Regions from separate parts of the Sus scrofa genome. Here region 2 is linked to region 1. Evidence: chromatin contacts called from public promoter capture Hi-C data. All regions are on one chromosome and are shown on one strand. Each heading gives the region's core, a stretch centred on a gene start, on an enhancer-like site or on the middle of the called end of the contact. The rest is flanking DNA. Distances are from core to core; before and after follow the strand shown. Region 1 holds the start of EMP2 (epithelial membrane protein 2). Region 2 holds the start of C3H16orf72 (UPF0472 protein C16orf72 homolog).

Region 1 (6,969 bases), core at 1,064-3,563:
TCATGTTCCAGAAACAAAGGGCCCGAGAAACCACTTGTGTGTGTAGGGGGACGAAGGCCAGGACAGAACGGTTGTGCCCTATGTTTACTATTAGATGCAAGGGACCCTGTCGCTCCTCAAGAGCTGAGGGCCAGGAAGCCCGAAGAGGGCGCAGCCCCTCCCCCTGGGTGGGGCCCAGCAGTGCCAGCCCTGAGCCTCCCCTCCCGCTGGCCCTGCCCTCACCAGTCCCGAGGGCCACCTCCGTGGCTTCCAACACAAACACCAGTCCCCAGATTCAGGTGCATCTCAGTCTCCCCACTGGAGGGACGGACAGACGTGGCTCCAGGCCTGAAGCGGCGGATCCCATAACCCTCGGTGGGAAAACAGGTCTGCATTCTCCTGCCACCCCCATGTCCCTTCCTCTGCTGTGAGCCTGGCATCTGCCAAAGCCCCCATGGGCATCTGGGCCCTGATTTCCCCAGAAGGATCCCCCCTCCACTCCGCAAACACCCACTGAGGCACCTCTGGGTGGAAAAAAGGGGAGGGCTTGGGGAGATGCAAATGGAAGTTCAAATCTGGCTCTTGGAACTTCCTGGCTCAAGGGCCCTGAGACACTGACTTAGGTTCACTGGCCTGGTTTTGCCCACCTGCAGCCCGGAGTGGGGATGGAACGACTAATGCTGTGGGGGGCTGCCAGGTGCAGCGCCCAGCAGAGGCTCCAGCAGCTCTCGGTTCACTTTCTTGTCCCTTCCCAACTCCTGGGGAAACCCAGCTCCCGTCCCTTCCTTCCACTTCCTTATGCTGAGGCCAGATTCCAGGGAGTGGTGGCCAGTGACAGGGAGCGGCCTCTGGGACATCCAACCCCTTCGGCCTGAAGCATAGAGGTGGCTGGAGACTCTCGTGGTTTAATTATGGTAAAATATACAAAGCATAATTCTGATCATTTTCACCACTTGTAAGTGTAGAATTCAGTGGCATCTGAATACATCTACAATATCGTGTAACCAATGCCACTACCTACACCCCAAATTTCCATCCTCCCCAACAAAGACTCTGTACCTATTAAGCAAAACCCCCCATCTCTCTGCCCCACAATCCTCCTTTCCAGCGCTGGGAGGGGTCCTATTCCAGGTGCCTCTTATCAGGAAATCATACAGTATTTGGGCCACTGGCTTCTTAAGACCCTCTCTGGGCCCCTTACCTTATTACTTTCTGCCTGTCACTCTTTAGGCTTGTCACTGCATTTTAGACACAGCAAGGGTACAAGGTCGCTCCACCCCACATCACAGCTTTGGAGCTTGGGAGGGACACTGCCCCCTTTCCCAAATCTGAAGCTGGACTGTCATTCTTGTTCCGAAGGAAGAGATGAGCTCTGTGGCTTAGAGGGAGAGCTTTGCGCTGCGGGGGTCTCCCTCGGGCACAGGTGCCCCCAACTAATCTCCACCTAGGAAGTTCCCACACCAGCCCCAAATTAGGCCCTCCCCGGGGTGCATTCAGGACCCTGGATTTGGGGAGAATATAGAGTCCTTCTATCACGAGCACTAGCCTCCCCGTTCTCTGGACCCATGGATGGCGCTCTCAAAGCCCGCGAAGCCCAACCAGAGTGGAGAGGGGATCACCCAAGCGGTGCCACCAGCTCCCCCACCGCCCCAGACCCACAGCCGTTGCTCCTCGCCGCTAGGGGGCGCCACGGAGCCGCCGCCGCCGCCGCCGCGGGGGCCGAGACGGGACCCACGGACCCGGCCCGGGCGCAGCCTGTCCCGCGCGCTGGGCGAGGCGGAGGGCCGTGCGCCAAGACGCCAGGGGCCTTCACGCAACGAGAGGGGGGCTGGCCTGGACTCCGAGAGCCCTGGGAGTGGAGTTGGCGGGACCGAGGGGAGTCGCCCTGACTCCTCCCCAAACTTTTCCCGCCCGCCTCGGCGCAAGAGGCGAAGGAAGCAGTCCGGGGGTGGGGAGGTGGAATTCCAGGTCCCGAGCGAACTCGACGCAGGCGGGACGTCTGCGCCCTCGCAGTCTGGCCGAGGGACAGGGGCTTTTCGGCCCCATGGGCCTCGGCCCCTCCCTGCCCGCTACCAATTGCAGGCACCTCCCTGGGTCCGGTAGGTGCAGGGGCCGCTCGCGTCCCCGCTGCCCCGGCGCTCCCTGCCCCGAGCTCCCAGACCTGCGCGCGGCTCCCGGGCGCGACCCCGACTCACCGGGCGCTGGCGGCTGGACGGACCGACCGGCTGGGGCGCGAGGCGAGGCCGCCGGGCTGTTTTGAAGCTCTGGGCTGGGACTGCGCGCCCTCCCTCCTCCCTCTCGGTGGCGCCGAGCCTCCTCCCCACGTCCCCCCTCCTTCCCGATCCCGCCTCCCGGGGTGTGATGTCAGGAGCGGGGAAGCGGAGTGGGAGGAACCACGGGAGGCGGGTGGGGGCCGCTGGAGAGAAAGGCCGGAGCCCGGGGAGCGACCCCAGCCCCAGCCCGCCTTCCTTCGAGCTTCCTCCGAGCTGGAAGGCTCTCTGCGCTGCGCCCACTCTGGAAGTTTCCAGCTTCCCCTTCTCCTTCGCATCTTCTCCCCAGTTCTCTTCTCTCAGGGTAAGGGTTAAGGACCAGGGTTCTGGAATCCTTACTTTAGAACCCCTTCCCTAGCACTTTTCATTACTTAGGGATCTTCTGCTTAATCTTTCCTACCTCAGTTTCCCCTCTGGAAATGGGAGTCACGATAGGACTGATTTCCTGCAAGGGTCATAGGCGCGCAGTGCCTGGTACATAGTAAGTGCTCGATCAGCCTCAGCTGTGGTTATTTTTCCTATTTGACATAGAGTCCCTGGCCTTGGTGGGAGGTGGCCAGGCAACCAGGGATCCATTAGGACTCCACCAGAGTCTGCCCAGCCCATGCCCCCCGCCCAGGCACACCCGCACACAAAACACCAGCCGTATCTTTTGAAACCACGACCCTGGAATTTATTGTCCCTGGAAATAACATCAAAAGACAAACCACCCCAAGTCTTGCTCTCCAGCCCCCAGTGTCCCCATTTAGAAACTGAGAGGGTTCCTCTGGGCTGGAGGCTCTTGCAGGCTACAGGAAAAAGCCAGAGGGGCCTGAGCCTCAGCGGTGGGGTGTGCAGGAAGAGGAGAATTTACTGTATTGAAAAAGGGAAGAAATTCCAAACCAGGACCACAGCATATTACAGTATATTTTAAAGCTTTTAATTTAACATGTTAATGTTATTTGCACCCACCCCAAAATATAAGGCAATGGACTTGTGCCACTAACAAAAGAATCAGAAATCCTCTCAAGAAATGCTAACTTATTGTGCAGTAGCTGGTCTAGCTGAGAAGCCATGCTTAAATTTTCTGATGCCCAGTCTCTCTCTCTCTCTTTTTTTTTTTTTTTTTGTCTTTTTTTTGTCTTTTTAGGGATGCACCTGCAGCACATGGAAATTCCCAGGCTAGCCGTCCTACACCACAGCCACAGCAACGCCATATCCCAGCTGTGTCTTCGACCTACTCTGCAGCTCACAGCAACACCGGATCTTTAACCCACTGAGTGAGGCCAGGGATTGAACTGGCATCCTCATAGATACTAGTTAAGGTCGTTATTGCTGAGCTATGACGGCAATGCTCCAGACATTTTTCAATCTTGTTGCAGAGTTCTGCAAAGAGAGAGCCTCCTTGGGTCTAAATTAGAGATCTGAGGGAGATCTGGGGCCCCTTGCAAAGGGCTACCCCAAGACCCAAGTCTTGAGGTCCCTCAGCTGCTCTAGTGTCTGATCTGCCACATCTTTTTAAATTCTGATATTCTATGGCTAGTCAAGACTTTCATTTCCCAAGCAAGAGAGGGGGCAGAAAGGTGTTCATTTTGAGCTGAGGCCCCACGTAAAAGGGGAGGACAGTGGGGTCTGGCTGCCACAGAGGAGGCCATACAGGGCCCAGTCACCAGCAGGGATGGGGATGCTTGCCTGTCCCATGGCCACCTGAGAACGCCCAGAAGGCTCTGGCAGAATGGACACCTGCAGCAGGTGGGTTTCTTCCCTTTGCTGAGCCCTCACTCTGTGCCAGTTACTTTACAAGCCCTGCCATCTGTGTGACCCAGCAGCCCATGAAGAAACTGAGGCTCAGAGAAGCTACTTCAATAACTTGCCCAAAGTCCCTATTTGGGTGGGAGCTTGGATTTGAACCTGGCTCACCTCTTCCCATTACATTGCACTTTGCAAAATGTTAACCAGGGTCCAGCCATGATTTTTATCATATCCACAGGCCACCTGAACTAGTATACACTTAATATTTTTCTTTAAGTCAACTCTGTTTTTTAACTATATTTGTTTTTTAAAAGGAAGCTCTATATCATCGTGATAAACAGGAAACCAATGCCAACCACCAAAAATAGAAGACAAACTTGAAATATAAACACTGCCCAAAGAAAACAGTGTTAGTACTTTCTAACTAGATACTATTGCATGAAAGAGTCCATGAACCTGAGGTTTAGTGTCTATTGAAAAAGGAGTTCAGCAAGTGTTAGGGTCACGCTAGCATAGAAGGAGAAAGTCTCCTTCTTGTAGTCAGAACTATTGCAAGATCATTGGAAAAGGGAATTCTGTTCTCACTCCGTGCGTCCTCCTAAAATCCCCTCCCACGCACCTGCTGGTGGGGCGTGGCCCACACAGGGAAGCACCTGGCCAGACAGCAAAGATGCCTCTCTAGGACTCAGAGAAAGGAATGATCGATTGCATTTCTCACCTGCTTCCCAGGCTTCTTCAGAGCCCCACCTACCTGTGCAATCCACCTGCCACTTGCATCTCTAGTTTTCTCTCTTTAAATATGTGCCTGTCTCTCCAGGAAGATTGGAGACAGAAACCTGCCTCACACCCACTCTATCCCTGCTCCAAGTATTTCATTAATGGTTTGAAATCTCAACATGGTGTGGGCAAAAAGTAAGAGTGTGTTCGATTGAGTTCTGGGTCCCAGTTCTTCAGCCCACTATGCAGTAGGGTATATCCACACTGCAGCTCTAGCCTCCTGGCAAGGAGAGCATTCTTCCCGTCTCAGCCTCGAGCTAAGCCATGTGACTGGTTTTGACCAATGAGAGGTTTGCAGACTTGACACACGCAAAGGCTGGGAATGTGCTTGGGCGATAGGGCTTGCCCTCCTGCGCTTTTGCCATGTGCATATGCAGAATATACCCCCGGTGGCCCATTGGCTCCAGAAAAATGAAAGATATGGAAGCAGAGCTTTCCTACATGACCCACAGAACTTCCATCTGGGACGCAGAGCTGTTCCAGCCAAGCTTCAGACACGTGAATGAGAAATGATGTCCACTGTTGCACATCACTGAGGCATCAGGGCTGTCTATTTCACAGCTGTAGCTAGTTGATAAAAGGATCATCTCATATGGAGAAAGAGAACTGTACATACAGCATCTTGAAGGCATGATGGAGAAGGCTGGGAGGTGGTGATGGTTGGCTCTGGGTTGGGGAGCAAATATATTTGAGAAATCAGTCATCTCTTGTGTGTCCTTTCTAGCTTGAACGTTTTAAGGTTCTTCCAGTTTCTTATAACCTGTTCCTATTGACTCTTTTCAGTTCTCAGAAGGAATGACTTGGGGTGTCCATGCCTAGGAGGCTAATCTGATCCATCACCTCAACACAATCCAGTAGAACATGGAGTTGTAGCAGAAGAGCTGATGGAGAAGAATATGTGGGTTCTGGTCAAAAAAGATGGCGCTCTAAAAGAAACTGTGGTCTCAGTTCACAGTCATGGTGAGAATAGATCAAATATGAATGTGATTCAACCCTTGAAACCTGCTTTTGGTTGGTGGGTGTTTCACAGATGTCATGGGTTTTACTAACTTCCATTCAGTAACCATTTCCTTTGAAAACAAACTGGTAGATAAGATGGCCCACATGGTCTGCCTCCTGGTGTCCTCGCCCTTGTGTACTCCCCTCCCCTTGAGTATGGGTGGGACATAATGACTCTTAATGACTAGAATAAAATGAAACAATGATGGGATGTCACTTCCATAATTAGGTTTAAGAACCATGACTTCTGTCTTACTGAGACATTCTATTGCTTGCATGCTCTCGTGATGGAAGCTACCAGGTTAGAGAGACCCACATGGCAGAGAACTGAGGGAAGTTCTGGTAAAGAGCCAGCCAGGCACAGAGGCCTCCGTCCAACAGCTCCCAAGGACCATAATTCTGCCAATAACTATGTGATCTTGGAAGAAGATCCTTCCCCAATTGAGCCTTCAGATGAGACCTCAGCTGTGGTCAATACCTCAATGGCCCTGAGGCAGAGGATCCAGCTAAGATGCCCAGCTTCCTGACCCACAGAAACTCTGAGTTAAATCTGTGTTGATTTAACCTGCTAAATTTTAAGGTGGAGGTGGGGTGGCTGGGTTCTATTGCAGACTTTGTATCTATCAGTCAAGATAGAGTAGGTTATGGCATGATAACAAATGATCCTATAATCTCTGTGGCTTACAACACAAGTATTAATGTATCTTGCTCATATTATATGTCCACTAGGGATTGATTTTTACCATGCGTCCATATCTTTACTTCAGGACACAGGCTGGTGGAGCAGCCTCTCTATGGACCATTGCTGGTCTCGGGAAATCGGGACGATAAGATGATAAACCACCCACTGGCTATTAAAAGCTTCTGCATGCTCACATTTCATTGGCAAAGCAAGTCATGAAGCCAAGCAGCAAAAAAATCTCCCACTAGCCATGTTATCTTGGCAAGCCACTTCATCTCTTAGGGTCCAACTTTGCATTTGGCTTACAGCTCTAAATGCTTCGGGATGTTGGAATAGAGCAAGCACATCCAGAGGCCTCGCAAGCAGCATTTTCTCTTGGCTACTCTGGAGCGAGATCCGCCTAACCAAAGGCCCTGCCATCAGCACTTCTAGGCAGGGCTTGGCGGGGTGTGCATTCCTGCCATCAAGAGACATCTGGGGAAAAAAAAACCCTCAGTGCCTGCCATATGGAGAGTCAAGAAATCTGAGTTC
Region 2 (7,182 bases), core at 66-2,565, 1.2 Mb before region 1:
TAGCCAAGCAGAGAGTGGAGTTCAGATGAACGCAGAGGAGGCGGCGGGGCCAGATCCTGCCGGGACTTGTAGCCCACAGTGAGGTCAGATTTTCTTCCAAAAGTGATGGCTTTACAGCCAAACCGCTTTGTAGAAGGGCGCTTTCGCAGCCCCTGGGACTTATCCAAGCCCCCGTGGCTCGTACCCCCGCCGTCAGCGTATGAGTCTAAGGGCCAGTTTTGCATCTGTGCGGTCATCGCCCCTTTACGTGGCTTCTTCCTCTCCAGACCTTGAGCCCCTGGGACGTCCCCAGCCTGGTGACCACAGCGCGCAGCTCGGCGCCTGGTCCACAGGAGGCGCGCAGCCCGGGTGATGCGGAGATCGCACACGGCAGGTGATTGAGAAATCGGCGCAGAACTAACCCCCTGGAAACCCGGCCTCCCACTTGGCGCGGCCACGAGGATTCCCGGCCGGAGGAGGCGGGGGCTGGCGCGTGACGCAGGCTGCAGCACATGGCCCAGGAGTGTGCTTTTTGGGACAGGTGCGGGGGCCGCCAACTTCACGAAGGCACAGACGCAGCCTGGCCGAGGCACAGCTCTCCTGCCGAGGTTTATTTTCGGCTTTGTGAGTCGGCTGCGCGGCCGCAGAGGTCTAGTCAAGGGACGGGTCAGGGTGGGGGGCGGGCGCAAGAGCCCCCTGGACGCAACGAGAAGCGAGCCGCGTGAGTGGTGGCGGCCCGCCGGCCTAGCCACTTAGAAGTTTTTTTGTGGACTCCAAGGCTCAACTTGCTAATCTAGGAAATTGGTCTCTGAAATAAACGAAGACTCGCTTCGCAAGTTCATTCACCTTCTTCACTTCCCTCTTCTCTTTGGAAGCCCAAGAGTCTGGCGTAGGAGGCTGTCACCCACTACATCCCTCAGTCCCAGGGGCCCAGTAGCTGGACTAGACTTTGCGTCCCCCGGGGCCTCGGAAGCGCCGGAAAAGCCCCCTCGGGGTGCGGCCGCGGGGCCAGGTCACGTGACCCCCGCACGCCGCCTGGCAGCTGCGGCTGCAACTAGCGCGCATGCGCATTTCTCTATCCTCCCCACCTCGGTTGGCTCCGACGCAACCACTGTCAGCTCCTCCCCTCTGTCCCAGTCTTCATCCTTCCTGACTTTCACTCCCTTTCCCCCGCCCACTGGTTACGTCAGGCGGACAGGCCTACGAGCCAATCACGGCTCTATATTCAGGGGACGGCACGCGGAACCGGTCGGATCGGACCAATGGGGGCTCTCGGAGTGGGCGCGCCCCAACTGGGCAGGGGAGCCGGGGCCGAGTGGGCGGTGCTTCCCCAGTCAGCATGTGGGCGGGGGAGGGCGGTGACCAGCAGCCGCAGAGGCGTCGACGGCGGCGGCGACGACGAAGACGTTCCTCAGTCTTCGGGGTGGGCTCGGTGGCGCAGGCCGGGCTTCGCGGAGGTCTCGGTGGTCTGCGGCGGCGGCCCTAGAGAGGCCGCGGCGCTATGGCGTGGTGGTAGACCGGCTCAGGCCGGCGAGGCGAGGGGCGGCGGCGATCATCCGGTCCGCGGCGACCTTCGGCGGGGCCCGGGGGTAGGGAGACTCGGGGCGGGGGTCGTCCCGGACAGCGCGGGGCCGCGGGGCGGGGCTCGCAGGCCGTCGGGGTGCAGGAGGTCTGGGTCGCCGCGAGGAGCCGCCGCCGGCCGCTGGGCCCCGCCACCGGGCCGCTCGACGACGACGCTCCCGCGGGAGCCCCGCCTGAGGAGGACGCGGCGGCGGCGGCGAGGCCGCGGGAGGCCGCGGAGGATGGAGGAGCGGAAAGAGGAGGGCGAGGCCGAGATCCAGGAGCACGGGCCCGAGCACTGGTTTTCCAAGTGGGAGCGGCAGTGCCTGGCCGAGGCGGAGCAGGACGAGCAGCTGCCCCCCGAGCTGCAGGAGGAGGCGGCGGCCGCCGCGCAGCCCGAGCACAAGCAGCAGAAACTGTGGCACCTCTTCCAGAACTCGGCCACCGCCGTGGCCCAGCTCTACAAAGGTGAGGGCTGCTGCCGCCATCTTGCGCCGTCGCCCCCGTCGCCGCCGCCTAGGGCCCGGCTGTCGGGCGGTCGGCGGAGAGTCCGGGGTTGGCGGTGGGGTTGGGCGGTCTCCGAGGCTCCGGCCGTCGCGTCGCGGCCCTGCCGCCCCCTCCCCGCAAGATGGCGTCGCGGGAGGCGGGCCGTCGGGAGGCGCCCGGGGGGTGGCCCGGGGCGGGCGCTGGGGGCTCCTGCGTTGGGGGCCGCCCGGGGGGCCCCTCGCTTCTGGGGCCGGGCCGCCGGGCGCCCGGGGCCTGTGAGGGGAGGGGAGGGGCCCCCGGTCACAAAATGGCGAAGGGAGGCTCCGGGGCGGCCTATTGTGCCGGAGCCGGTCTCGGGGCGGGGACTTTGAGGGGGCGCCTCCCACCGCCGCGCCTGGGCCCCGGCTGCGCCCCGCGTCCCGCGTCCCCCCCTGGCCGCCCGCCGCGACCCCCTTCCTGCCGGCCCCCGACCCAGTGCGGGATCCCGAAAACCTTGAACAAAATGGCGAAACCTAATATGGCCGTTCCGGAGTGATTGACGCCCAAATAACATTGCTTTCTCTCTCTCTCCCCCCTCCCCCCTCGCCCCGTCTTTGTGCATTTCTTTCTTTCTTTTTTTTTTTTTTTTTCTCTTTTTGTCGTCTTTCAGACCGAGTGTGTCAGCAGCCAGGACTTTCTCTCTGGGTCCCCTTCCAAAACGCAGCCACCGCTGTCACCAACCTCTACAAAGGTAACGCTAACCTTGCTGCATTGCCGACTAAGGGGAAGGGCAGCCTGAGTCAGGGGATAAGTACGGCGTTCCGAGGGCATTGGCCACCTTGACCTGGCCCCGGGTCGAGGAGTGTTTTCTGCTCCTGAATCCAGCCATTAATAGCTTGCAACTAGAGAATACCGGTGGTGGTATATACCTAGATAGCCGATTCTCAGCTAGGGGGCATTTGTCCCCCCTCGGCGACATTTGGCAATGTCTGGGGGCATTTGTGGGTGTCATCATTTAGAGGAGGCTGCTGAATATCCTGTGGTGCTGAAACAGCCTCCCCACTCCCACGTCGGCCCTGGCAGTAGTGTCGAGGTTGAAAAGCTCAAAGCTGGAGACCCTGGGAAGAATTTATGTCTCACAGAGAGGTGGAAGGCACACTGGTGGAAAAGCATCTCTTGGAAAAGGTTTTGAGTTTAGGCAATTCCCAGAATAGTGGTGGCATAGCATTTAAGTGCGTCGAAAAGTAGCTAATTGGAATAATATGTGCGCATATTAGCACCCTGCTTTTTCCTAGCAAGTCATGGATGTTTGCCTTCAAAACCAATTGTACTTCGTTGGCAGGAGATCTGTGATCGGAGTTTGAGTTGATTTGTGTTTCATGGTAGTGCTTTTCTGCAGTTAATCCCCTCCCCGCCCCCATGTGAAGGTATGTGGGTAAATGTTCTTGCCCATCATGCTTCCTTAGTAACAATGGGTTTAGATTTTGTGCATTACTCTCATTTCGAAGATTTGGAAATTTGGGTTTGATTTTTGGCAAGGTTTCTCTGGAAAAAGGATTTGAATTTGAATGCTAGTGTTAGTAATCGTGTAATTAAATCCTTTTAAACTTTTAGAAAGTGCTGATAAATGCTGTAAAGCTTTGTGCATTTCAAAATTATCGAACTTTGTTTCAACTATTGAAGCACAGGCTGTGGATCGACTTGATTCTCAGATTCCTTTTCTTGCATAAGAATGAGCAAATTAAGGTAGCATTTTATGGAAGAAATATCCTTTATTTTGGATTACCTGGGTAGAACTTGCAGGTTTTGGGAATCGTAATTTGAGAACGTAAACAGAATTGAATGGAAAGTTAGGGAATGAGGAACTGATAGGCTAGGCTTAATGAGAAAAGGGAAACAGTATTAAAGGGTGCCAGTGGTCAACTTTGATTTTATGTAATTCAGTTCCTTAGATTTTGACTCTGACATCTATTACTGCTTGAGAGTTTTGAACATTCTCTGGAATGGTTTTTGGTTTCACTGAGGCAGGAAATTTTGAAATATTTGAAACTCATTTTTAAAAAAACTCAACTTTCTTGGGGTATAAATTTATATACAGCGAATCACCTTTTTAAAGATGGATAGCTTGAGTTTGACATACATTGTTAGTGAATGGAATATATTTATCCCCCACCCTCACCCGTGAACACCACGGATCTGCTTGCTGTATGTAGGGTTTTTGTTTACATAATATAATAAATAGAATCTTATGGTATGTAGCTATTTGTGTCTGGCTTCTACTTTTAATGTTTTTGGGGTTGATTTACAGAGTTGGCTTTGCAGGTAGTGATAGCTCAGGGCTTTTTCATTCTCAGTAGTGTTCTGTTTTGTGGAGGTATCACATTTTAGCCATTTGCTTTTTGCAGTTATTTTTTGTTTAAGGGGAAGGCAGCCTGTTTCTTTAGTTCCTTCTATGTGCCAGGCTCTTTGACTAGGTCATACAAAAGTATGAATATCCTCTGGCTTTCAGTTATTGGTACTGTGTGCTCCCAGAATGTTATCTCTTTAGGACTACAGCTGGCAGCTTTCTTTGGTGTTATTTATTTGTTTATTTTCCTTTTTAGGGCCGCACCCGCGGCATGTGGAGGTTTCCAGGCTAGGGGTCGAATTGGAGCTACAGCTGCCAGCCTACGCCACAGCCACACCAGAACCGAGCTGTGTCTACGACCTACACCACAGCTCAGGGCAATGTCGGATCATTAACCCACTGAGCGAGGCCAGGGATTGAACCCTCAACTTCATGGTTCCTAGTTGGATTCGTTAACCTCTGGGCCATGACAGGAACTCCTCTGTTAATTTTTCGTATGAAAAGATAGGCTCAGAAGCTGAACTCGGAAATAAACCTTAATTTGATTACTTGATTTGAAAATGCTTCTTAAAATGTTTTCTTTGTTTAAGAAACTTTAATTAAAGGCCTTAAATTTGTTTTTAAATAAACATGGGAAGTTCTTGCATTACTGCAAATGCTGTATTGTTAGTCCAGCGTTAGTTTTGTCTTGTATCGTGTTTCTGTAAAATGAAATAACGTCTCTAATGGTTATGGTTAGCTGTGGTTTGTGAAGTTTGGTAGTAGTATAGCATCGTTATTAACCGATTCACAGAAAGTGTGGATAAGCTCTGAAGATCTTCAGATTCCTCCTCCTTTTCAGGGTGTGGTCTTTATAAAGAACAAGAGTGCAGCTGTAGGAGTAATTGGGTTCTTAAATAGAACCAATAAAATTAGCAAGATAGTGTCACAGTTCATGTAGCTGTAAGTAGTGATATATTTGGAGTGCTCACAGTTTTGATGAAATATTTACATGGGATTTACGGGGGGGAGATTTCGGGGGGATATCTGGAAATGGGCAATGCTCTTGTGTTGTGTATGATTAAGCCCTTATCTGACAAGCTAAAAATGGCTCATTTTGCAGCCTGGGGAGAGGTTGGCACTTGAACTAGCTCCTTGATAACACCTAAAACGAGCATGAGGGAAAGTCAGAATTGAGGTTAAAGTCTTGCAGAAGGCCCCTTTTGATTGCCTGTGGGGCTTTGAAAAATTGAACATTCGTTTGGTTTAGTGTGGCTGGGTGGGGGGACTTGGAGGAGAGAGAGGCGGGCATCATCAGTGTGGACAGAATTCGGCAAAGTGGAGTGCTAGTTCCTTCTACCTACATAGTAAACTGTTGGGTCAGCCTTTGGCATCCTTTTTTTTGGAAGGTAAGAAAATGGCTGTTTTTTGTTTTTGCTTTGATTTGATAAATGTAAAGAAAGTGATTGGTTTATTAAATACTCAGTAGGGTTGTGTATCTGGCTTAGTACATTGTTTGATTTTTGCAGCTAAAGGCAGTGAAGTTTCTGAGGTGGTTTTCACCAAGCCTGGGTTCATGGTTACCTGACAAATGCATGGTCACGCCTGTCTCTGTCTTGCTGCTTAAATCCACCTCCCATTTCCTTGGGAGACCTGTTTCAGTCTCGCTTGTGACTCCTCATTAGGGAAGTATCCTTTACTGAATTCTAAATTCTTTCTATCATTGGGGCTCCTTGCTCAATAGAGGTTGCATAGGTGGCTGTCTTTTGGGAACAAAACTGTCCTGTTGAACCTCTTGTGGTCAGATGGACCAGTGATTTAATTGTTATTTCTCTCAGCTTTATAATGTTTTCTTTGATTTTTGTTGTAAGTTAAGCTCCAGTCTCCTACCTTCACATTTTAAAACTGTGTCTGAAATGTTAACTGCCTGGAGAGTTCTACCACATATGTTGAGCATTCTCTCCCCCCCCCCCCCTTTTTTTTTTTTTTAATGCTTGCACCCATAGCATGTGGAGGTTCCCAGGCTAGGGATCTAATCAGAGCTGTAGCTGCTGACCTACACCACAGTCACAGCAACGTAGGATCCGAGCGCAACTTAGACCACAACTCACCTACACCACAGCTCACAGCAGCACTGTATTCTTAACCCATTGAGCAAAGCCAGGGACTGAACCCTTGTCATCATGGATACTAGCCGGGTTTGTTACCCCTGAGCCATGAGGGGAACTCCCAGAGCTTTCTCTTGATACTGTTTATATTAAAGGTGTTTCGGATCTTCTCCTCCACCAGCCTTTGCCCCCCCTAAGTGTGACTGTACTCTAGCAGTACTTGTTGAAGGCCAGCAGCATCATTATGGAGTCTTCTGCTGCATTTTAGACAGTTAACTATAACTGCTTAGTTGCATGGTCCTGGAGAAAATGGAACAAAATATTTCACCATTATGTTCCTTCATTTTGTCAACTGAGGTAGGGTTAATTAAGTATAGACTCTTAGTATGGCATGTAGTGAGTCTTCAAGCATGGACTGTGTTGGTCAGATTCTATTTTTTAGGTATGTCTGGCTATGGACAGTGCTTAAGATGAAGGGAAGGATTCTTATTTTCGTGTTGGAATAACTTTTGTGGTGGGTACTTCTTTCTCTTTCCCTAAAAGGGCTATAAATGTAAATAGAATTGAGAGGTGAGAAAAATCATAGCATGATGCCTTTAAAGTCTTTGATGAGCTATCTTGCTGCCAGAGCCTCTTTGTAATATGTCGGCTCATTTGATCGTGGCCCTCTTGGGCTGTATGTGAACTGAAAGTGAATGGACCATACTGAAAATTTGTGGACGAGTGATTGGTTTATAAACAAGT

The links. Promoter capture Hi-C pulls out the DNA fragments that hold promoters and counts their contacts.
Region 2: a promoter capture Hi-C map of liver shows a contact between it and region 1, with 5 times the contacts expected there. The contact joins the promoter of C3H16orf72 here to the promoter of EMP2 in region 1. A contact is called at or near these places in 1 of 5 promoter capture datasets (liver) and 1 of 47 Hi-C or Micro-C datasets (skeletal muscle).

Annotation. Positions count from the first base shown.
Region 1 is chr3:32,445,846-32,452,814 of Sscrofa11.1, reverse strand. It overlaps EMP2 (epithelial membrane protein 2), which reads right to left and starts at 2,313. Exons shown (of 5, transcript XM_021086642.1): 1 at 2,175-2,313.
Region 2 is chr3:33,649,471-33,656,652 of Sscrofa11.1, reverse strand. It overlaps C3H16orf72 (UPF0472 protein C16orf72 homolog), which reads left to right and starts at 1,315. Exons shown (of 4, transcript XM_003354616.4): 1 at 1,315-2,007; 2 at 2,675-2,755. The coding sequence starts at 1,782.